Linked DNA regions of Gossypium hirsutum: regions 1, 2 and 3 are each linked to region 4. A link is a contact called in public Hi-C data. All regions are on one chromosome and are shown on one strand. The core of a region is the stretch at or near the end of the contact, and the rest is flanking DNA. Distances in the headings are between cores, read along the strand shown. Region 1 holds the start of LOC107921982 (187-kDa microtubule-associated protein AIR9). Region 2 holds the start of LOC107922389 (probable AMP deaminase). Region 3 holds the start of LOC107921983 (cationic amino acid transporter 1). Region 4 holds the start of LOC107922171 (probable serine/threonine-protein kinase At1g09600).

Region 1 (5,930 bases), core at 882-3,381, 440 kb after region 4:
TATTTAGATGTTTTCTATGCTTTTCAAGTGTTTCTGAAAAGACTAAGATATCATCTATATATACCACACAAAATCTTTTATACTTATCAAAAATGGAATCCATCCATCTTTGGAAGATTTGTGGGGCATTGCATAAACCAAATGGCATTACCTTCCATTGATAATGACCATTAGGGACACTAAAAGCTGTTAAAGGTTTTGATTCATCGGTAAACATGATTTGCCAAAATCCCGATTTACAATCAAATTTACTAAAGTATTTAGCATGTTTAGCTTGATTAATTAAAACTTCTTTTCTTGGAATAAAATATCCATCAAAAATAGTATTTTGATTTAATCTTTTATAATTAATAACTATTCTAGCTTTACCTCTTTTAATTTCAGCATGGTTTCTTACCATAAAAGCTGGACTGGAATGAGGAATATTAGTTTTTTCTATTAATCATTTTTCTAATAGTTCATTTATTTGAACATCAAATTCTTCTATATCTTGTTTAGTATAGAGTATAGGCTTAACCCTAATGATTTTATTAGGATTTATCAGTTTTATTTCACAGTATCTAGGACTGTTTTTCCATAATTTTAATGGTTCTTCACTAAAATTATTTTCGAGAATTTTAAACAACCAATGATTTGTTTCTAGTTGTTTAATTTGTTCTTTCCTTGTTGGTTAAAATTTTGATCACACACAAATTTATGGTTTCCAACAAGTGGTATTTCCACTAAGAAATTTTCTACAGATAGAATAACAAAATTTCTATCAATAGAAAAAGGTAAGTGTTGATATATAAAATTATTTCCTAGTAATATGTCTCCATGCATTTCAGGAAAACACAAAATTTTAGGAATAACAAATCTAACATTGTTTATGTAGATTGGTACATTTCTAGCTTTGTATTGGATTATAGTTTCGTTACCATCTATTCCTATTGCTCTTATAGGATTATTCATAGATTCCCATTTTTCTATAGGAATAACATTTTTTCTGCAAGTACTTGTTGTAGCTCCAGTGTCTAATAAAGCATGTAAAGAATATTTTTTATACTATCTAAATTGAAAATTAATTTCAATATAAGTATAATATTTCTTAGGTTGAAAATTTGAAAAAGTAATAATATCATTTTTTCCAATTTTCATTTGTTGAATAATAGTTTTTACTTTTTCAATTCTAGTGTTTCTAGAGTTTTCTAATAAAAATATTTTTTCATTTTTATCAAATTTTATATTATAAGGATTTGCAGTATCCATGGGTTTCGGGATGTCTATAGTTTCATCTTCGGATGAAGTGGTTTCTTCATCAGAATTATAAGTTGAGACTTTTATATCTTCATCCTGATCTGTTGAAGTTTTTTCTTCATCAGATTGTTTCTTAAATAATTCTGTGTTTTCAAAATTACTTGAACTACTACTATCATCATATTTTAACATATAATGATAATTAAACATACTGAATAGATCTTTATGTTTTTCATAAAGTTCTTCTATTAGTTTTAAATATTCAACTTTTTCAAGTTGATCATTAGTATTAGTAAATTTTTCTTTCCAATGTTCTATAATGGTTTTATAGGACTGGAAATCATATTCTTTTTTGTTTATCATCTTTTTTACGTTTTTTATGTTTTTTATAATTTTTTAACATAGATGTTGATTCATCAGAAGAAATATTTTTTTCTTCGAATAAAACTAAAATATTATCCTTACCATTACCATAGTATAAAGGACCTAAATCTACATCAGATTCTATATTATTATTATTATTAAAGACTTCATCTAACTTATTATTAACGTTAATTAATATTTCTTTAAGACTCATGGTTTAAGTCTAAATTTTTAATATCTCCTAAATTATTTTGGGTTAAGGGTAAGGGGAACTTGAGTAAATATTGTATTTTTTAATGTTTGTCCATTCTAAAGGCGACTTCTAATAATAAATTTTTTCCTCTCTTCATTTTCTATAATTTTCATTCATGAGTAATTTATACGTCAGCAAACATTCCAGAAAAAAAAAATGAAAATTATTTTCGAAAACATTATCCAGAAAGAAAACAGTTCGAGTCACGTGTAGAGTTCTGACTGAGTGGACTCGCCAGATTTTTTTTTAAACAGTAAGTTTTCTATTTTCCGCGATTTTAATCACTACAAACAGAAATAATTTGAAGACAATAAAACAAACACTCGCACTTACATAAGCAGCACCCTTTCCTCTCTGCATTGCTTTTCAACGACTAAGCTTCCATTTTCCTTTTTCTTTTTCTCTCAGCTCGTCTTATCTTCTTCAACCTTTTTCCTGCTTTGCTTTTTGCCCCATCTTAACAAATTTATATCTTATTTTATGCTAAAATATAAAAACCCTAGTTGTAATAGTACTCTTCTCCGGATCTACATTGCTGTACATTTAGGTAAGACTTCTTTTTCTGTTCTTTCTTTCCTCTTTTCCCTCTTCTCCCCGTTAGATCTGAGTAAAAACACTTAATTTTTGCTGAACAACCTGCATTGTCTACTAGATCCAACCATTATCTTTCTCTACCTCTAATTCTCATACCTACTTATCTGCCGAACCTTGTTCTTTGTAAGTCATTTTCTTAGAACAATCTTTCTTTTGAAAAGGTTGGCGTAATTATGTTTCCACTTTGGTTGCATTGTTATCCGTTTGGTAGATAAGAAAAGTGAAGGAAGTGGGAAGGAAAAAGAGCTCCCATTTTTGTTTTGTATAATTTTTTTATTATTTCGGTTTGGTTTTAAAGGAAGGAAAGAGACAACTTACATAAGCATCGGTTACAGTGAGTGTGAATTATTAACGCTTAAAGTCAATACATTTTTGCTTTCGTTTCCTTTTTAACCATGTTTTGTCGGTCACCAAACTGGGCACACTCACCTCTCATATTGCAATGGAAACGAAAAATAAAGAGGAATTTGGGTTTTTCTTTTTTGGTTTGCTTTTGAGGCAACCGCAATTTAAAGATTATTTTGGTTAGAGTGGCTCAGATAAGGAGTCCCAAATTTATTTTCCGCTGCTCCGTTTAGTTCCTTTCTGCTTTTGTCATTTGGTATTTTCTCAAACGGGCAACAGTTTGTGAAAGTATCAGTTTTGAGTTTTTGATTAGTGCTTTTAGGGGGCTGAAGGACACTTTTGTTTCTTATTTGCTAGAACTAGTATTGTAGCTTAAAATGGAGGACCCCGAAGCACAACCTGGTGAAGATCCGGTGATAAAGCCCCTAAATTTGGACCACCATTTCGCTGAAAGTCCTGCAGAAAGTGTGACTAAGGTTGCTAAACCTGGGAAATCTAGTGAAGCAGCAAAGCCAAAAGTCTCAGCACCGGCTAATTCAACCAGAAAGAGAAGTGATACTAGAAATGGATCTGAATTAAGTTCAGGTTTTGCTAGATCAACTGTATCTTCTTCATTGAGATCATCCAATTCTGTTGCCGTGACAAGAAGGAACAGCACAGGAGGCTTGTCTGAGAAGTCATCAGCCTCTACTGCAAGACAGCAAAACAATACTAGTTCTATTGCAGGCAAGAAACCCTCCACCCTGTTGGCTACTGAGTCAGTTAGGCGGTCCCTACCAGAACTCAGAGGAAGTTCACTGTCTTCATCGGCAACAAAACTAACACCCCGAGCAAACCTTTCAGAGACTAGGAAGTCGGTTCCAGTGTCACCTGTGGGTCGAAGTTTAAGTACATCGACTGCGTCTGGTACAAGTATACAAAAAACTCTGAGAAAGTCCACTGTAAAGCCATCGTCGTCAGCCTCTTCATCCTTGAAAAAGATTAGTTCTTCATCACTGGACAGCACTGCCAGTAGCGCCAGCAAGAAGACAATCTCAAAGGTTTCTTCTCCAATCACACGGTCACCTACAGTATCCAGTGGTTTAAGATCTGGGTCTTTGTCATCATCCCTGGATAGGAGTTCTAATTTATCTGGGCGGAAGAAAGCAGCGACCCCAGAAAGTAGAGATTCACATTTCATTGTTCTTCCTCAGGTGGAGATCAAAGCTGGTGATGATGTGGTAAGAATATCTATTACATCACTGAATGTCTTATGGTATTCATCAGCATGTTAAGAATAATGTTGTCCGCAATTTAGGTATGATTATTGTAGGTGCGCTTTTGGACCTATGCAGTCTGCTTTCTAGGATCTGATTTACATTGCCTCTGCATTTGCGATATGATTATGATTTATGAATAAAGAACTTAAAATGTTTTAGTGGCATTGGTTTTTCTCTTTATTTCTACCTGAACACTTGACAGTGGATTTTCCATATTGAAAGTTTGTTTCCATTCTGGAAAACATATAAATTATCCTTGTTATGTTGATCTTTGCTGCCTTATCTGTTTTATAGGATTTCTTTAAGTGACCATTGTAAGGATGATTGTAGTGAGAAAAAATTGTCTTTGAATCAACTATGTACTGGAGATTTCAATTTTCTGGTGATTTCCTCATGGATGAACCCCTAACCATTGAACATACTAGGAATACCCTAGCTTTAGCCTAGACATGCTTAAGATGAGCAGTTAATCCCTATTCTCCAAGTGGCTATCTGCAAGTAGTTCATATGTTATCAAAGTTGTAGTTCTCTTTTGATGATTTTGTAAATTTATCTACATAGATGTACATCTCTTTTACCCATCTCTCTCTCTCTCTCTCTCTCTCTGTATATATATATATATCTTTGTGTGTGCATATTGTATTCTCTATGACTTTTTAGTGATCCTCATAAAATGCCATATGTCTTCTGGCTAAGCTTCTAATTGATACAGTTGTTTTGTTTTTCCACTGCATTATCAGAGATTGGATCTTAGGGGCCATAGAGTGCGCAACCTTAATGCTGGTGGGTTGAACTTGTCACCAAATCTAGAGGTAAACTAATTCTTTTGCCAGGCATCCTTATATAAATTTATCCAATTTTATTAGAAATTTTGTATGTTTTTTTTCATTTGAAGTTGCTCCATATCAAACAATTTACGTTTTTTTTTCCCTTTGTAAAATATCATAGAACATCCATACACTTAGGGTCTAACACGAAACTTAGCACTTAGGTTGCTGGTGTATGGCTTATATCTGTTGCTCCATTGTTTGGGGTTTTTCTATTTTTAGGCCTTATTTGTTAGGTTTGACCTAATTTTGATATCTTCAACTTTGTATAACTATAAAGCATGTGTACTTGAAATTGTTTATCTAGACTAGAACTCAGTTTGAGGCAGGGATGAGGAACTTAGGAACTGAAGTGGAGATTTTATTGTTCATATTGGCTGTATTATGGGATGAGATTAGAATGTTACTGGAGAAGTTCCGTTGAATTTCATATTGTTGTTCCTTCTGCTAATTATTTTGTTTGGCAGTTTGTTTATCTCAGAGACAATCTCTTATCAACACTGGAAGGAGTTGAAATATTGACACGAGTGAAGGTTTGATAATTTGAATTACACATTTTTGTCTTTTACCTGCTTTGTTTAAGAACTAATTTATTATATTTATCTTTTTGAATAAATTGGGAATTGATGAGAGTAAAATCTTTCCAGGTTCTTGATTTGAGCTTTAATGATTTCAAAGGGCCTGGATTTGAACCTCTTGCGAATTGCAAAGCCCTACAGGTTTGTCTTTCTTGAATGACGAGAGCAAACGTCAATGTCCTCAATGCTTCAAGGTTCTAACATATTTATTGCTTGTGTAGCAATTATATCTTGCTGGGAATCAAATCACTTCACTTATAAGTTTACCTCAGCTACCGAACTTGGAGGTGAGCTCTTGAAGCAGTATTTATCTTTGAGATCATGTTAAGATTTAAAATTTATTTTAGCCTTCTAAATTTTGTACATTTTCCTTCTTGTTCCCTGTCTTTCTCTAGTTTCTCTCTGTTGCTCAAAACAAGTTGAAATCCCTTGCAATGGCAAGTCAACCTCGACTACAGGTTATAACCTATTTTGA
Region 2 (6,738 bases), core at 3,554-6,053, 510 kb after region 4:
CTCCCCATACTTACACTTTAAATACCACATGTCCATGCTCCTTTTCTTCCATCACTCTTAAAACCATCCAACCTCCAAGCTATCTAGTGTTGCAGCTCCTATCGGCAACTGTCGAAGCCACCACTGGTAGTTGCACACGACCAGCAGCCACTATCGCGCGCACCTTGCCAACTGCTCTCTTGCACACATTGCTAGCCAACCTACGTATATCCTTTCTCGCACCCAAAAAAGCCGACCACCAGCACCTCACGCCTAGTCCTACTTGCGCACCAGCTTTGCTCGTGCCTTGCTGCCAACACACCTGTTTCCTGGCACACCTACCCCTGCTCGCGCCCTTTTTGACATGCACTAGCCCTTGCTTGCATGCTTTTGCTGCTGATCCCGCAAGTCACTGCTACTCACGCCCCTAGCTATCGCACATTGTTGTTTCCACTTGCTAGCCATACGCCCCTTGTCTCCTTAACACTACACTATTATCACAACTAGCCACCAACCAATTACCCTCCAACCTACTCTAAACCAATTCTATTAGCTCCATATTAATTTCATTTTTGAGTTTCTAATTTTTATACAAAGGTGGGTAAGAAAATTTTCCTCTTAAATTTTAATTTTATTTAATTATTTAATTTTCAATTTATTGAATTATTAATATTTTATTCTAATTGAATTTTTCAGAAAATATTTATTTCCATCTTACGTTCAGGTTAATCATGCCTTACAAAAGAACTCGTGTCTTTGTCTAAGTCGAAAAATCACAAAACAAATTCCACTGTGAAGAAGCCAAAGCAAGATACGATAGCATTTTCAAAAATCAACAAATGCTCATAGAAAAAGGCTTTACACTGAAAGAAAGCAACTATACTGATTTCATGATGAGCATTAGAAAAGTTGTTGAAGCTTTAAATTCGGAAGTGTTTTGTGAGAAAAAACCAAGTGCAGATGAAGAGTTAGTTCATGAATTTTATGATTTGACCTGAAGCGAATTAACAGAAGTCTCTGTCCGAGGAATCTAGGTACCAATAAATTCAAGCACTATTAATGAATTCTTTGATTTACCTAATTTTGAAGATGACGAATACTCTTCCTTAATAAAATATTGAGGCTGAAAAATGGCAAAAAATTCTTAAGGAACTTACAGTTTCGGGTTTTAAGTGGACTGTGTCAAAGCATGGAACTCACACTTGTAGAGAATATTTGACACCATTAGCGAATGTATGGTTTTATTTCATTCGACTCAGCCTTATGCCTATTTCAAATGAGTCCACAATTTCATTAGAGCGAATGACACGAAGTCAAAAGCCCCGAACAAACATTAGGAAATGTATAGGATATTGATGTCATGACATAAGGACTTCCGAGATTTGATTTTGTGTAAGACCATGTCTGGGACATTGGCATTGTATGAGTCGTATAAGACCCTGTCTAGGACAGTGGCATCGAAATGTGTTAACATGTGAGACCATATCCGGGATATGGCATTGTATGAGCTTTATATAATTTTTGTGTATCCTTAACAATTCCGAATGGTTCATCGGGCATTGATAATACAAGGCCAAAGATAAAATTGAGCTAAATGGGTCAGGTATGTGAGAAGTTTATATATTCATGAAAGATCAAGGTAAGTGTAATATTTAATGTGGTAATATGTAATTATATAAGTAAGATGATTTTATATGTGTATGAGATTGATTAAATTTGGCCTTTTTGAATGGAACTATTAATGTTCTCGTGATAATTTAATTGCTTATGACTTATTAAGCTTTCAAAGTTTACTTTGTGTGTTTTTTCATTGTTTTATAAAATTTGAAAGTTAGTTTCAAGCTCGGGGATTGTCAAGGATCATCGTCACACTATCAATTGCTATTTCTGTACTTTAAGAGTTTGTACGTTTGATGTATGGCATGTATAGGCTAGTTTTGTTATGGTTGGTTTTGATTTGTATATGTATAGCCACGCAAATTGGCTTGAAAGTGATGAGAATTCGGCTTTATAATTAGCTCATTTTGGAAGTATGTTATATGGTATATCTTGTGCAATGTATGATTTTATGAACCGGTTTGAGTGATGTCAATGTAGTTGATGGATGTGTTTATGAGTTGTGGTTTTATCCATGCGAGTTGGTTAGTAAATGGTGTAATTGTTGGAAGTTACTTTGACTATATAAATGAGCTTATTTTGTGCATTGATAAATGATAAATGATGTTTATAATCTATATTGTGATTCGACAAATTTGATATATTCATGTGGTTAATTATTCGGTTAAATGTTGATGTTGGTATGTGTTCGTATTTGCTATGTGATGACTATGCTATGCCATGTGAATTTGGTTATTTGGTGTGGCTTATTAATGACCTATGTATAGATGTATAAATTGCTTTGGTCATTAAGTGAGATAAATTATGATATATATATGATGCATATTTATATTCGGCTATGGTATTTGGTTCATTTTGATAAGCATGAGATTTTGGTATTTGGTATAATTAGTATAAAATTTAGTTACGGTATTGATATGATTTATGTGGCTATTGATTTGTTGTCTATAAGATGTTTTGACATGATATTTTGTTTGCGAAATTGGTATGCTTGATTTGTCATTTGTGCTCAAAATGGGTAATTTTGTTATGTTGGAATGCACATGAATTTTGGTAATGTATAAGAATTATATATAACCATTTGTTAATGGTTGCTAATGAATCATATTTGGATAACTAATAAATGGTATAATATGATTTGTTTTAACTCGTTATGTGAAAGTGCATGGGTATATAAAATGGTTTGTATAATAATTAGCCATTAAAATAGATGTATACTAAAGAATGAGGTGATATATGTGATTGATATTTGGAATAAAATATGCTTGAATTTAATTTAGGTATTCGAATACCATGAATGCGATGCCTTTTATGGTTCGTATGTTATATTTATAAAGTACATGTAATACGACTTTGTTGCATGTTAGTTGGTTCGAATATGTGATTAAATAAATGACTGTGTTGATTTGTGTTTTGTACGATAATGCCTCGTAACCCTAATCCGGTGACGGTTACGGGTTAAGGGTGTTACAAAGCTCGTACATGAAATCCAATGCACTTTAGCTGCAAGATTCGGTTTCTTGGACCAAGATTTCTAAGATTTGAAATTTTAATTTTCTTGATTCTTGAAATTGTCTGTAACAACAAAATTGGACCAAGATTTGATTTTTTGATTTTCTTGAAAACAAGAAAGTAAATCTTGATTTTCTTTTTCGGTCGTTTACGCATCTAGGGCTTTGGTAACGAAGTCTTGGATGATCCCATTCAATCTTGCTCAAAATTTCTTAGCTTTCGACCTCGTTATTTAACCTTAAGGAAATTTGAGCCCATCACGTTCATGAACCTAATTTTGGGCCTTGAGGTTCGCATCAATTGTTTTTGTTCGATCTTGTGATTAATATAAAACTTTATATTGCTATTATTTTACTAACGTTTGTGCAACAATTTTAAGAATTAAAATCTCTTATCTCTTACCTCTAACCAAATACCAAATACCAAAATATCTAATGATACCAAAATTTCTAATAAATAACCAAAATATGTAAATGATACCAAATCTCTAATGTATAACAAAATATTTAACAGAATACCAAATTTTTTTACTCAATTTTCTAATGATACCAAAATCTCTTACCAAATACAAAAATTTCTAACAGATACCAATAAAAAAAATTAACTTTTACCAAAATTTTTAATTATTTTGTCAAAATTTTTTATATTAGTATAAATTAAAAAAATTAATATAAAATACAGATTTTGGTTCAATTTAAAAATTTGGTACGCTTTTCGAGTGTACACTTTTTTCCTTTCTCATCAGAATCTATCACATTCTTTTTTAAGAAAATATTTTTTTGAAGTACTTTCCTTCTTGATTTTTTTTCTTTTTTCTTCTCTTTTAGTCTCGTAAACTAAAAAAATTCAATACAACTCTGATCGTTTTTAGATTTAAAATCAACACCCAAAATAATTTTTTTAAAAACATTTTTAAAATTTTTAACACTAAAATCTCTCTATTCAAAAACAAAAAAATGAAAATTTCTTAAAACTATTTGGCAATGAAGATGAGTAAGAACAACTATAATATGTAAAAGAAGTTAGCAACATAAATCGAGAGGAGTTGTTGACTTTTCATTTATATTTTAGTATTTATTACAAATTTCGATATCTTTCAAAATTTCAATACAACTCTCATTTTTTATTCAAAATCAACACTCTCGAAAAATTTTAACACTAAAATCTTTTTATTAAAAAAAACGGAAATTTGAAAACTGTTTGTTAATGAAGATGAGTAAGAACAACTATAATTTGTAAGAGAAGTCAGCAACATAAATCAAGAGGAGTAGGTGACTTTTCATTTATATTTCAGTATTCATTACAGAATTTCGTATCTTTTAAAATTTTTACTATTGCTTTAGAGATTTTGATATCTATTATAGATTTTATTATTTGTTAGAAAATTTTAAAAACAATAAAAGATTACAAGTTCAAGAATTTTCGTCCAAAAATGAATTTAGACACGTTTAAACTCGAAGGTTTCTGATGGTAAAAAGTTTGTTTCGCCAGCAGTCCGTAAAAAGTTTTTCTTGGTGGAAGGATAATCAATACTTTAGAGAAGATTTAACTATAAAAAAAAAACACTATTACCGAAAAGGAAAAAGATAAAACTAAAATATAATATACGTCATCATCTGGTAGGTCCACGTATATTCTAACAGGTCCTACCATTGGCTTGCACTTTTAGGCTTTTGGTTCTCGCTCTTTTTCTCTCACACAGTCTCGCCATCTGCTGCCCAGCACTCCACAAAAGCTATAAAAGTAAAGAAGAAATGTTGCGCTTCTCCTCTCGCAACTCACACGCGTTGTCAAAATAGAAAAATTAGGGTTCCTTTGTTTTGCAGGGAAAGATATTCATGGACTCGTCTACGCCTATCCCTTCGTTGCACTTGGCCATGGCGGCGTTACTCGGAGCTTCATTAATGGCCGTATCCGCGTTTTATATCCACAAACGCAGTGTCGACCACGTCATCGATCGGCTTATCGAGATCCGCCGCGAATGTGTGCCGCAGGCAAGGCGGCCTCGAAGTCGCCTTGTCTCCGATGAAGACGAAGAGGATGAAGAAGTGGATTACGAACAAGATAATAGACGACTAGAAATAGAAGAAGTGGATCAGTGCCTCGACCATAAATCGAGCGCGTCTAAATCTTTTGATGAGAAAATGGAGGTGTCGAGGAGTTCTCGCATTTCCAGTTCGATGCCTAACGTGGCTTTGCGCAATGAGTGGTTCGAGGAGGATGCTAAATTTGATCAGGCGGTGAGGGAAAGAGTTCAAAGTTGCTCTGCTTCGTCGCTTGAGAAGCTTAACTTTATTCCTTCGGGTCTTCCTCCTCTTCAAACATCTTGGAGAGGTAGTTTCTTTATTTTAGGCCTATAATTGCTTTTGCACTAATCTTTTGTTTCTTTTTTCCCGTTGTTACCATAACTGTAGAAAGTGTTTTATGACGATCGAATTAGACTTCTAATCAAATTTTGATGAAATGCGGATCGATATTGATTACATGACAGTTAAATGCCGCATTGCTAAAAGAGAGTTTGAATAGTTTTGCTAACAGTGGGCACAAGGGAAAGTAGAAATTAGAGTTAATGTTGTAAATATATTTTCCTAAAAAATGTTCCTGATAGTTGAATAATGAAAATCGTATAAATTGATTAAAAATGAATGAACAAATAAAATGAAGTATCAGTTCTAATAAGATTTATTATTATTATTTGTTGCCTTTGTAGATTAAGCATACATTTCTTTTTTCAGTTTTAATTCTTTAAAAATTCATTTCCTTTTGTATCCAGAAGTCATTTTGTTCCTTTTTTTTTTCCGAGAGCAAAAAGTAAATTGTAAAGTAATTGTAAAATGTGACTTTACGAATCAGTTCTTGGCTTGATGCACATCGAGTGTTTTAGGAAAATGGTTCGGGTTCTGAACTTGTAAGCATTCACGATTTGCTAAATGCAGTTGCCATGTATTCTACATGAAGTATGTTATTCTTTTGTTTCTTTTCTTTTGCAGGAGAAAGTCAGACTTTTAGTCATGGAGGTTCCACTATGAGGTTGGCTACCTATGGTCGGCTAATGACTCCAAGGTCGCCTGGTGGCAATGCTGCTGGGGATTCAGATGATGAAGGGACAGAGCCTGCGGATGAGGATGAGATTCTTTTTGCTGACAAGAATATTGATGTTTCTGTTGATTTGTTAAAGGTGAGCGGTTTTCTAGTTCTGGTGTTTCCTTTAGTTTCATGCCAATATCATTGCTTATAGTACAAAGCCAAAGTAGTTTCAATAGAATTTGTTTTCGAGCAGATAGGGTTTGCTTTGCCGTTAGGTTTAAGGGCTTATCATTTGTAGAGTAACTATGGTGAATCTTTTAATTACTAATAATGCATCAAAAGCAATTGATTTTTTGTTCATCTGTTATTGGTAAATATATAGGATGTTGCTACAAAAGTTCAAAATTCGTTTCCTCTTCCATTTAGAGGCGATAGTGTTAACCATGCTCGTGACAAGACCTATCAAGCTTCTGGGAATGAGGAAAAATCTTGTGTGAATCTAGTTGGCAAGGGAAACGTTGATTCAGCTTCAGTTGGCATATTTGAGAATGATCCTGTTTTTACCAAGACTAGTTTGCCTCTCAGAAGCACATTGCATGGTAT
Region 3 (6,614 bases), core at 1,571-4,070, 470 kb after region 4:
CTTATTTGATCATCTTTCCTTCGGCCTTTTTATCTTATTGTAGAGAAAACCAGCCTGGACGTTTGGCCTTGCCTCCTGAAATGCTTCAGTTGGTAATCTTAAAAATTTTAATATGAAATTAATTTGCACAAGCCGAATTAGAAAACAAAATGTTGCATTAATCTAATTAAACCTTGAAGTTACAAATAATGAAAATAAATAAGAGCAATATTTAATAATAATCTACTCCAGAAAAGGTTCAATGGTGGAGTTGTGATGCTCCTCCATCCTCAAGGCATGTAGCAGTAGCTGCGGAAGTTGTATCAGTAGTCTCCTTGGCTGCATCATATGAAGCATGTAGTGCAATGAAAACATAATAGAGTAGCAATAGCAATGTCCAGATTCCAAATCGCACATATGATGCCCCATCAACTGAAGCCATGATAAAAACATTAGTGGCAAAAGAAGCTGATGGTAGCCAAGGCACTAATGGCACTCCCCACAACTTAGGTTTCTTTGCTTCCTTCACCATCAGATTTAGCCCAAGCGTAGCTATGAACCAAATGGGGACTGTCACTGCATACCCGATCCATCCATTTTTCCCAATCGCCCAATATACAGCAGTAGCAATTGAGGATCCTATGATCAACATCAAGAACAGGATCAGCTTGTTTCTGTTGGAGCTTGTTGTCTCACCTCCCACATAGTAACGTCTAACCAAAAGCGCCAATGCAACCAGTGAGAAAATTAACAGTGTTGTCAGCGAAAGAAGGTTTGCCAGCACGTCAAGGCTTGTGAAGAATCCTACGATGGAGTTTACGAGGGTCATGACGACTGTGGCGTTAACTGGTGTTCTTGTTTTCTCGTTAACGGTTGCAAGGAAGGGTGGTGCCATATGAGTGCGCCCTATGTGAGTGAAATACCGAGCTTGTCCGAGTATGTTGGCTAGCAAGACCGTGGTCATGCCCTTCAATGCACCTAAAGCAACAATATATTTAGCCCATTTCAGGCCTATGGCTTGGAATGCCAAAGTAAATGGCGCATTCACATCAATTTGGTAGTAGGGTTGGATCAAAATCAATGTTGCTGAGAGAAGGCAATACAGTAGTATTATAATCAACATCGAGCCTATTAAGCCGATTGGGATATCTCGACCCGGGTTCTTAACCTCTTCTCCAAGGGTTGCCACTCCATCAAATCCCACATAAGCAAAGAAGAGAATAGAGGAAGCTTTCAGAATACCACGGATGCCATTAGGGGCAAAGTTGGAAAAATGTTGGGGGTTACCTTTGGTTAAACCAACAATGAGAATGAAAAGCAAAACTAGTAGATGGACAATGGTGGCAATGGAATTGAACCTTGAGGACCCTTTGGTGCTCATACATGCGGTAATGCAGATGAGCAGTGAGACAACTGCTGCAATAGGGTCTAAATGGCTGTAGTCTTCGGGAAAGGATGAAGCATGGAAGCGGAAACTATTGGGGTCATGGTTGAACAAAGTAGCGAGGTAGGAAGTCCAGGACCTTGCCACACTAGCACCAGCAACCACGTACTCAAACAGAATGTTCCCAGCACCAATATAAGCAACGAAATCACCCAGCTCTACTCTAAGATATGTAAATGAGCCTCCCGCAACCGGCAGTTCCACACAGAATTCAGTGTAGCACAAAACCGAGAGCAGCGCAGTCATACCTGAAATAAGATACGAAACCACAACTGCAGGCCCAGAATGATTTCTAGCAGCTTCCCCAGTGAGGACAAATATTCCTGAACCCATCACAGCTCCAATCCCAAACCAAATTATGTCCCACCAATTCAACCTTTTCTTCATTTCATGCTGGCTACGACCACGTATTTCATGTAGTTCCATGTGGTCCGCGGAACGTGCCAGCAGCCGGTCTCTAAGCCTAGATTTAGTGTTACACAATGCATTCAAATAGCTTCTACAACTCTGAAATGACTCTTCTGGCAAGAAATCTTGCTTGCTGCAACCACATCCCCTCTTCTTACCCCCATTCTCATTCTCACCACCTTCCATCGCTATCTTCGCTCTGAAATACTAACATGTAAAATGTTTGAGGAATTAAAATGACAAATCATCAAATATCAGTTTCATAGTCGTTGTTATAAGATTGAGCGAGGCTCAGCAGACCTTACAAATCCAGGTTGGCTCACCCTAGACCTATAGGAAGAAAGTCAAGAAATTATTCGTTAACTATGACAATGTATTCTCCATAAAAAAAAGAAGATAGATTTTATCTGTTAGGATTTTTCTCTCCGTCCAAATTCGAGCACAATTGGGACAGTTGGATAGAATTGAAGCCTTCTTCTTGGCTTTTCTATTTAGGGGTATTTATTTTCAATGAAATTTGAGTTTTTCTCTACAGATCTCATCACTCAACGATGTAAAAATCTACCAAACAACTTCTCCACTATGATTTAAGTTCAATGGCTATAACCAAGAAAGATCACGAAGAAGAAGAAGAAGAAGAAAGGAAATGGGGAGCAAGAAAGCAGATTGCTTGCATGCACTTAAACCATTACGGATTTCATGGGAGATATCCTTTTGGTTTTTATTCTTTGTTGTCATTTCGTGTGTGCTTGAGACTGAGATAATACAGAATAATAAAAAAAAAAGAGAAAAGAAAAGAAACCATACCTTGAAAAGCTTGAAAGCTAAGCAGAGACTGTTAAATCTACAATTGCACTACAGGTTAAAATAATAAAAATGGTGAAGGCTAGTTATTATAGACAGAGAGCTCTTTCCAGATGACAATTTCCCATATATGCTTTATATTTTCGATCCTATATACTGTTCCATTACGTACGATGCTCTCTAGGTGTGCGGTTATAGATAATAATATTTGTAATTCAAATTTCCTTGTGTTTTTAAAAATAAAACTAATTCATTATTTGGCCTAATTTTGGTAATTGTTTTGGTTTAGGGTTTGAAATTTTTTTTAAAATTCGTTTTTGAATTTGACAATTAATTTTAAATTATAATTTTAATTTTTTTTGTCTAAATTAATCCATGATATTTTTCGGAAAGAAGTTAGAGAAAAAAAATTTTAAACTCTATTGTGAGAACAATTATAGGTTTAAAAATTAATTTAAAAAATATTTAAATTTTAATGTGGAAATAATTATTTAATTCAATTATTAAGGTAGAAACAATTACCAAATTAAAAAAATATTTGAGATAAAAAATAAGTTTAAACCGTGAGAACCATTACCTAATTTAGACTAAAACTATTGCATTAAGATACAAAAATATATTTGGAATGATGGATGATTAATATAGTAACAAAATCAATTCCAGGATACTCTTCGGTAAACATTTTGTACATATGGACAGGTTAGTGCAAGATTAGTTGGCTTCCAATTAAAGTTGAAAAAAAACACCCATAAGTTTAAATATGCTAGCGATCCTATGGTATATTAAAATTTGAATTTAGTTCATTTATTTTTAATTTGGACACATTAAGTTTTTGCATTTTTTAATTTAAAAATTTTGATTTTTTCTTTTAATTTTGTAATTATAAAAAAGACAGAATTATTATGAAATAATGAAAGGAAAGAATAAAGTAAAGAGAAAATATAAATATAAAGAAATAGTATAATAGAATGACAAATGAGAGAACTTTTTATTTCATTCCTTCTGTATATTGTACATACTTCTAGGTCTTCTAATATAATACAATTTCTTAAGTTACAAATAGTAAATATAGGCTTAATTACAATATAAAATCCTTATTTTTTCACTCGAGGTTACAACTTTGAGAGTTATGGACATCCATAATAATATATTGTTTATAACGCCCCTTCTTGGATATCCATTAACAAAGAATGAATATGTCTCGTTAAAATATTACTAAGAAAAACCCTGCGGGAAAAATATTCTAGTAAAGAAAAAAAGAGTCTAGTAAAAAAAGGGTATAGTGTGTATTTTACTCTCTTATTTTAACATCATTTACAACTTAATGTTGAGACGTTTAATATTATTTATGAATAGTAAATCATCAACATATATAACAAATTTTGTTGATGTGTATCATTATAACAATAAAATTCAATTGCTACGCTTTAGATGTTGCCAACAACTTTATAAAAATTATGGATTTTATCATTCACTATTACCAACTCAATGAGTGTATTAGACACATAAAGAAATAGTACTTCAGTACCATCATTTTATAACATAATTGTATGATCAATTGTATTCCTTTTCAATATCTCCAATCTACATAAAAATGATCTTGATTAATTTTGATTATATAAACACCATTGGATACTTAATAGTAATTGTTTATGATGTTATTGTGTGACCATTTGTCCTTATTGAACACTCGATCTTTAGGTATACTTTTATTGTAAAGTTTATCTACCAAAAATATATTGCTATTGGAAATTCTCAGAAACTCCAATTATATTTGATACATAATATCAACAATAATAACATATATGTATAAATACATTGATAATTAAAAATATGTGAAATAACTCATATTCATATTTAATGGTTTTCTCACGAAACTCGAGTTTTATGCTTCAAGCATTAATCTTTTAGGGGTTTTTGTTTTTGTTTTTTTTATAATTTTATCAAATAATTTATATCAACTTAATACAAATGTACTAAATGTAAAATAAATAATTTTTATTTAGTGTCAAACTATTGCACTCCAAAAACTTTAATTATTTTTCATAATCAAAGTCAAGTGTCTTGTGAAAGTTTGTATTACAAGTCAATTCTAGATTTTATAACTTTTATTTTTTCACTATTATGCTACATGTTCTCCACTTGGCTTTAAACCTTTTGGGTGTTTGAACTTCATGTTTGAGATACATTTCATGAGGTATAATAGAAGCATTGTTGACAATAATTTCCTTTTATTAGCTCTATCATCTTTAGTTATGACACAACTGGTTGAGATATCTCATTATATTCATAATTTCATGTACCTGAACCACTTTTAGGATTTTATCAAAAGGTATGCATTGGATCTCTTCATGAGTACCCGCCTCTTTTAACATGTGACCATATTCATTTCTTGCTTCTTTCTTTTAAGAATTTTTCATTTTATAGAATTGGCTAGTTTTTCGTACTTCTAGCATGCCCAAGACTTATTTGGAAACACATAATTATTTAGAGCACTTTAGCTGATACATATATCAGCTAGTATATGCAATCTCTAAATGTCATCACTAAACATTAGAGCTGGCAAAATAGACTTGAGCCCGAAAGTCTGCCCATGTCGATCTGAGCTTGTAATGATCTAAGTCCGAGAAAGCCTGAGCTTGTAACAGATCCAAGTCAAAGACCGATCTGGCTCGAGCTTGAGATAAATCCGACCCAAAACCCGAATTCATAACTAAACAACAATGATGACTATAATAATTAAGATAATTTTATGTTGTTACTTAAAATAAAAATAAATTATAATTCTTTATTTTTAAAAAATGTATTCATAAGCATTGTATATTTTATACTAAAATTTTATTAATAGGAAAAGTAATTGATAATAATTTTTATGTTAAATTAAAAAGTGAAATAAAATTTTAAAAATATTATTTTAATATAAAATATTTTTAATTCTATAATTATATATGTATAATAAATATATAAAATTAACAATATTAAAAAATATAAAATTAAAATTTGATGATTATATAATAATATATTATATAACTATTACCGAAACGAAGACCGATTACCTAACCTGACCTTAAACCAATATACTAAATTCGTATACTATTAATACATAAAATAATGATATAATATATAACTATTACTAAAAATATTAATACATATATATTATTATAACGTAGATTATAGTAAAAGATATAACATTTTATGATATTATAATGTTTAAACATCAATGCATATATATAAACTATAAATATATTATATGATATGATATAACATTATATAATATATTAGAAGAGTTAACTTTCAAATGTACAAAAAGTGTAGGGACTTAGAGTGTAACAACCCGATTTTGGGCCTAGGCGGAACAGTGGTTTCGGGACCACAAATTCGACGAGGAAAAATTTATTCTTATTATATTTTTATGGTCTAAAATTTCACAGAATAATGTCATGAAAATTTCTTAAAAATTTTGTTCAAAAATTTCGACGTTTGAGCACTCAATTTAGTAAAAAGGACTAAATTGTAAAAAGTGCAAAAAAAATAGTTCTACATGTTAGAAGTGTCCAATTGTTATGAAATTTTAAATTGGAGATCCTTATATGGTAATTAGACCATTGGTTAAGTTGGTGGACAAAAATGGACATGGTTAGGCATGTTTCCAAAGTTTTTCATTAAGGGCATTTTAGTCATTTAGTAATTAAAATGAATTAAAAACAAAATTAAAAGCCAATTTTTGTCCACCTTCAAGATAGGGGCCGAAATTTGCATGGAGAAACCATGGATAGGGTTTTTCAAGCTTCCAAGCTCGATTGTAAGTTCGTTCTAGCCCCGTTTTTAATGATTTTCACGTTTTTTAAATCCTTGTAACATGATTTATTTATTTCTACCATTTATTTGAGATATGATGAAGGTATAGGTTTTGACCCATGTTATAAATTTGTGTATTTTGATGGTAATGGTGGATTATGCATGTTTATGGTTAGAGAAA
Region 4 (6,084 bases), core at 1,884-4,383:
CTCCAACCCCAAAATCACCTTAAAGGTGATACAAGCACATAATGAGCAAATAATTTGACAATTAAATACGTGCGAAATGAGATGATAAGCAAATTCAAACAAATGCCAAACCCCTGAATAAGATCATAGCTTAGGTTCTAAACAATTCTATGCCTAGATCATAGCAGAGAGTGATGCTAGTATGACTTTAAGATTAACTTTTCGCATCCAGGTCTTCCAATGTCATAGTGTCAAAAAGGAACCCAAATTCTCTTTGCATTTATATTTTTCCATCTTGTTAAGCACGTGCAACAACACGCACACATCCACAAACACACATGACTAATAAATATATATAGTCATGCATACATGAGTACGGTAATAATTCCATGTCATCATAAGAAGCATGTTTGCCTTTTCTATCATAAGAAATAAAAAGCTTCATTAGAAGCTCGCCATGCACGAGGAATTTCAAATTATATGTGTCAATACCCTCAAAAAATGAAAAAAGTACCTCAGTTCTTCCAGGCATGATAGGCTTCCCAGCAAATAATTCTGCAAGTATGCAACCAGAACTCCACAGATCGACAGCAACTCCATAGTTTGTAGAACCAAGCAAAAGCTCAGGAGGGCGGTACCATAAGGTTACGACACGACTTGTTAGAGGCTGCTTCTGATTGGGATGGAAAAAGGTTGCCAGTCCAAAATCACCAATCTTGAGGTTTCCATTACAGTCTATCAAGAGATTTGAGCCCTTGATATCACGGTGTAAAACACCACGACTATGGCAATGGTCAAGTCCGCGAAGCAACTGTTGCATATAACACTTTATCTGCATGGTTACACATAAAATCCAGCACTTCAACACCCAAATAACCAAGTCCCTTTCTTTCATTTGAGCTAAAAAAAAGGGTTAAACATAATTCTTTGCTGTCAACTGGTAACACAGTATATATAATTAAAGGTTACAACTTTGGTAAAGAAAACTGCTTCCACTAGTACAGGCAGCTGATCATTTGCTACATGCACAATATGTTCCATCAAATATCATTGAAAATCCACTAACAGTTCACAATGTGGCAGACTTCTTATGAAACTGTTTTCCTCCACCATGGAATCACAAATTTTATGCAGATCTGAGCAACATTAATCAAATAAATATTGAAAATATGAACATACCTGAGCTTCAGTGAACTTAACCTCAGGTGTTGCTAATAGCCCTGCAAGATCATGTTCCATGTATTCAAATATAAGGTATAAGCTTCCAGACGCCCTAGAAGTAATTAGACCTTCAAGCTTCATGACATTAGGGTGATCAAGCCGACGTAGAATAATAATTTCTCTTGCCATGAAACAAACACTTTCAGGGTCCATATTAACAAATCGAACTTTCTTCAAGGCAACTATCTTATTTGATTCAAGGTCACGAGCTTTGTACACACTGCTGTAGGTTCCTTGGCCAATCTACATTATTAGCAGGAGCATATACTATATTTATTGAAAGAGGAAAAAGAACAGACATAGAAGATTACACCAATAAAGCAAAGAGCTAAAGGCCTCATAAAGGTTGTCATAATTTGTATCGAGATGCACATTAACGAAACATACACTCATTTTAACTGCACAGTAGTAGCTAGTTTATAAATTATAAATTTCAAAGTAGATATGCATAAGCAAAACACAAATTTCTGTAATGAACAGAAACAAGAAACGAAACTATAAATAAGCAATAAAAGATAAAGCTATTGAGCAGACCTTCTCCAACTTCTCGAATGACTCTGCCTTTCGAGGTATCCAACCATTGATGGCTTCCCCAGCTACTGCTGCTAGCCAAGAAGGCCAACCAGCGACCACCTGTGCACCTCTTTCGCCACCAGTTGCATTTATGATCCTGGACATCCTCTGCCGCCCTTGTCCACCCCTCCCATCCGCCTCTGTTGTTGGACGCCTTTGCAGCTCGGATGGGGTCCCTTTAGACCTCTCAAAAACCGCCAACGCTGCCTTCTTTTCTTCATCATCAGAAGAGGACGAAGGCCCTGAAACGGCACCGTGGTTTGGCTGCTGATTCAAGATCAACCGTGCAGTGGCATCCGCCTCAACCACCACATTGTCCCTTTTAAAGGAAACAGATAACTTTTTTGCTGTTTTTCTCGAGTTCTTGTGGGCCTTGTCTCTTTTTCCATGGTTATTTTCAACATATTCATTTGCTCGAGAACCTTTCGAGCAAATGCAACCCATAATTTATAGCCTCAGTTTGTTTTCCAATCAGGAAACTACCTCATTCAATGTAGTTCCCTTCCTTGTTGTAGGATTCAATGATCCTCAAAAAAAAAAGTCCTAACTTTCTCTCTTGAATGTTGGAATTGTTAGGATAAAAAAGAATGTTTGGAATTTTTTATTTTGAATTACATAAAAGGAATGCAGCTTTCCAGTGAATCAGAAAGACCCAGATCCCAAATCAAAAGGATATCCCAAAGAGATTGCTAATTCGAGAGATCCCAAAAAGCTTAAAGTACAATCAACAAGAACCCAGATCCCCAAATCGAAGAAAATAACTCAAACGAACCGAGAAACGGATCAATATGTGAATTATATGAACCAAATTTCGGGACCCAAAAACAATTAAAACAAAATGCATATAAACTAAACCAATCCAACAATGAAAAAAAATACCTTTCTGTAATATGTAATTGTCTAAATTTGATAGAGACATAAAATTGAAGTAAATGTATGATAAAAAGATACAAATAACCCTAGCCAAAAAATATTTTGGGGAAGTTAAATGAAATTCTGAAAACAGAGGTTTTTACTTGGAAAAAAGTACCTTCTTTAGAACAATGTAAAATGTTTATAATTGGTTCTTACTTCTTACAAAACAAAGAGATAAAAGCGGATCTGCGTATCAGCCCTAAGATTACGAATAGCCCTTGAAAAATACAATTTTGGTTAAAACATAGTGTCCATAATTTGAACTCTTCCCTCTTTTTACAAATTGAACAAAATCAGATTTTTGTTTTCAAGTCTCTACAAGACCAGAAAGAAGTAAAAAAGAAGAAGAAGAAGAAGAAGAAGAAGAAGAAGAAGAAGAATGAGTGATCTGTTTTGAAAGTGAAAGGAAAATTTGCAGTGTTTGGGGGGGAGAGAGGAGAAAATAAAAACAAAAAGAATGTTTGAAGGAGAGGAGGTGGTTGAACGCGCCGCACCGCACCGCACGAGCGGAGAGTGGGAGAGGTGCAACGTGGCATGTAGTGGATGTTTGAGTGTGGTCCCCGCGGGAGGCGGAGATCCTGGCTGACAGCGACACATCACTTAATGGATTCAACTCCTATTTTCGGCCCTCACCAACGTTATAGCCTTTGGGTTCAGCCTAGAGCTCACCCTTTATGCCCCAATCTATATTCTATACATCTATACCAATCCTATCAAATCTATATAATTAGTTTTCTATCCGTCGGATGGACCAATTTCTTGTTTTATAAAATAATAATATACTAATTAAAATTTTGAGAAAATAATATTTGAATTCTTTTGTATTTTATTTTTTAATAAAATCATATAAAATTATTTTTGTTATAAAATAAATAGATAGAGAGTAAAGAATAAAAAGAATGGGAGAATAAATAGAGAGCGTATTTTTATTGATCAATCAGAATATTTATAAAGCTTTTTCAAAGTTTCTATTTATAAACATAATAAGTATAAATGTAGTAGAGATCTAATTCTAATGAATATTAAAATTTAAAATTCCTCAAAACTTATCTTGATATTAATGGACATCCACGTAACAATATATTCATAAGACTCCCCCTTCGGTGTCCATTGGTAGATAATGTGTCTCGTTAAACCATTACTAAAATAAAAACCCTGTAGGAAAAAAATTCCTAATGAAGAAAAAAGAGTACACATATTTATAATACGCATAATATATCATCTCATTAAAAATCTTACTAGAAAAACCTAATGGGACAAAACCTCAATTATGAGAAAAATAGTACAACGCGTATTTATTCCTCCTCATGAAAACATTACATACTTTCTCATATTCTACATATTCAATCTTGAATACTAGTTTTTCAAATGACTATTTGAATGTATTTGCTAAGCATTTATATTATCATTCTTTTGAAAGTCATGAGTAAGGGAAATTTTTGGGGAAATATATTTTGATCTCTTCAGGAGTTTCAACAATAATCATAACAAACTTTAATCATGATTCTTCTATAAAAACACAAATAAGTATTTTAGATCATTTTATAATCCTCCTTCAACTACTATTTACCACATATGTTCAAATTATTTCAATTCATATAAATGAAGAATTTCTCGAGAATTTCAATATGCTTCTAGCATTCTAAATCCTTTAATGATTTTAATATAAATTTTACTATATAGTGATTTATAAAAGGTTGTAACCATAACCATTAGATACAAGTTAAGTCTTTTATGAATTTTCAAAATAACATATCTAAAGGTTATTGCATCCACTACAAAAGAATATTATATCTTTTCATAATCAATGACAGGACTTACCGAAAAACTTCATATTTTATTCCGTTTTGCAAAACTACTTTATTTGCACCATAACTGACTTTATACCTTTAGGTATTTTGACTACTGGTCCAAAAACTCCACAAATTTAATTGTACTTGAGTTACGTCTTTTTATTCTGACCAATTTATCCTATAACTATATTTCTCAATAAATTTATTTAAGATCCTCATTTTATTTCATTAATTCAATAATAATATTACATGCAAAACCATTGTCTACCATTTTTATTATATTTTCGACATTTTCTCAAATTGACATAACTTATCAAGATCTCTTATTTTTACTATTTTAATTTTCAGTTTCAGGTATCTGATTCTCTTCTAGAGTTTTACTTATTAGTTATGTCTTTGGTATCTTCTAAAGCATCCGCCTTCACTATATGACCATTTAGATATGTTATTTTCTTTTATGATAACTTTCATATTTGGAACTTGTAATGCGTTATTCTTGTTGAACTTCTGGTTCAAATTACTCTCCTCACTCATTTCAAGTTATTGTTTCTCTCCCCCTAATGTTGGGAAAACTATCGAATCAAAATTGTAATCACAAATCATGTCATAATTGAATCTCCAATACATTTAAAACACATAATAATACAAGGAGACTTGTAATTAATATATATTCTCAACTTTCTTTGAGTATTCACTCATCTTTGTTATGGTGGAGCAATTAGAATATATACGCACATACAAAAATTCAAAAATGAGAAATATTTAGCTCTTAACCAAAAATCAATTGTAATGAGGAGTATTTATAACTTATTGACTTGATGTGTACAACACGTAAATCAACATAATCTCATGTTGAAATAGGAAGTTTAGTTCTCATAAGTAATGGTTTAAAAATTAATTAAAGGCATCCAATTAATAATTTCTCTAAACCATTATGCGCATAAATTACAAACTTTTATAAAAAATTTTCAAACTCAATCAATAAAAGACTGAGATATAAACTCGTCAGTATTAGCAATATGAATTGTCTTAATTGCATAATCTGAAATTAATTATTTAACCAAGCAATCTTGCAAACGATAGGTTGCAAATTAATAACACATATGTTATTATTTTGTTGATACATCTACCAAAATCATATAATTTCAAAATCATCCACATGGTAGATGAATGGACCCATATTCATTTTAGAAATGCAAGGTATTAAATCTCAACTTTAGCTAGTGAGTTTATAAGAATCAATTTTCATTAAGAACAAATAACAAATGAGAATTCTTTAAATTAAAGAATCTTTTGATTCTTTAATGAATGTTCATATGAATTCTCAATTAATTTTCGCATCATATATGATTTAGGATGGTCTAAGTGGTCACGCCAAGTAGTAAATGCATTTGTATCAGTAAACTTTTAGTTTACTTTAACATGCATTTCAATTGTACTAAATTGTAACAAATTGATAATTTTACTATCATTCTTATTACTTTGCATCTACATACAAGTACTATTCTGACATTTACTACTGGAAATGTCTAAATCAATGTGAAGTCTATAATGCCACTAAGTCAATAAATATAATTTCCAAATAATTATATCAATATTCGCT

The links. A called contact is a pair of places that touch in the nucleus more often than the background predicts.
Region 1: a Hi-C map of leaf shows a contact between it and region 4, with 3 times the contacts expected there. The contact joins the promoter of LOC107921982 here to the promoter of LOC107922171 in region 4. A contact is called at or near these places in 4 of 34 Hi-C or Micro-C datasets (anther and leaf).
Region 2: a Hi-C map of leaf shows a contact between it and region 4, with 1.8 times the contacts expected there. The contact joins the promoter of LOC107922389 here to the promoter of LOC107922171 in region 4. A contact is called at or near these places in 2 of 34 Hi-C or Micro-C datasets (hypocotyl and leaf).
Region 3: a Hi-C map of leaf shows a contact between it and region 4, with 2.6 times the contacts expected there. The contact joins the promoter of LOC107921983 here to the promoter of LOC107922171 in region 4. A contact is called at or near these places in 7 of 34 Hi-C or Micro-C datasets (anther, hypocotyl and leaf).

The regions. Positions count from the first base shown.
Region 1 is chrD01:38,707,727-38,713,656 of Gossypium_hirsutum_v2.1, reverse strand. It overlaps LOC107921982 (187-kDa microtubule-associated protein AIR9), which reads left to right and starts at 2,131. Exons shown (of 38, transcript XM_016851781.2): 1 at 2,131-2,399; 2 at 3,149-4,011; 3 at 4,791-4,862; 4 at 5,345-5,410; 5 at 5,525-5,596; 6 at 5,677-5,742; 7 at 5,851-5,913. The coding sequence starts at 3,169.
Region 2 is chrD01:38,639,879-38,646,616 of Gossypium_hirsutum_v2.1, reverse strand. LOC107922389 (probable AMP deaminase) reads left to right here and starts at 4,803. Exons shown (of 19, transcript XM_041086258.1): 1 at 4,803-5,442; 2 at 6,099-6,286; 3 at 6,518-6,734. The coding sequence starts at 4,947.
Region 3 is chrD01:38,676,090-38,682,703 of Gossypium_hirsutum_v2.1, reverse strand. It overlaps LOC107921983 (cationic amino acid transporter 1), which reads right to left and starts at 2,820. Exons shown (of 3, transcript XM_041087801.1): 1 at 2,639-2,820; 2 at 2,132-2,161; 3 at 138-2,038. The coding sequence starts at 2,017. The coding sequence ends at 239.
Region 4 is chrD01:39,144,068-39,150,151 of Gossypium_hirsutum_v2.1, reverse strand. It overlaps LOC107922171 (probable serine/threonine-protein kinase At1g09600), which reads right to left and starts at 3,133. Exons shown (of 8, transcript XM_016852063.2): 1 at 1,735-3,133; 2 at 1,159-1,443; 3 at 494-811. The coding sequence starts at 2,217.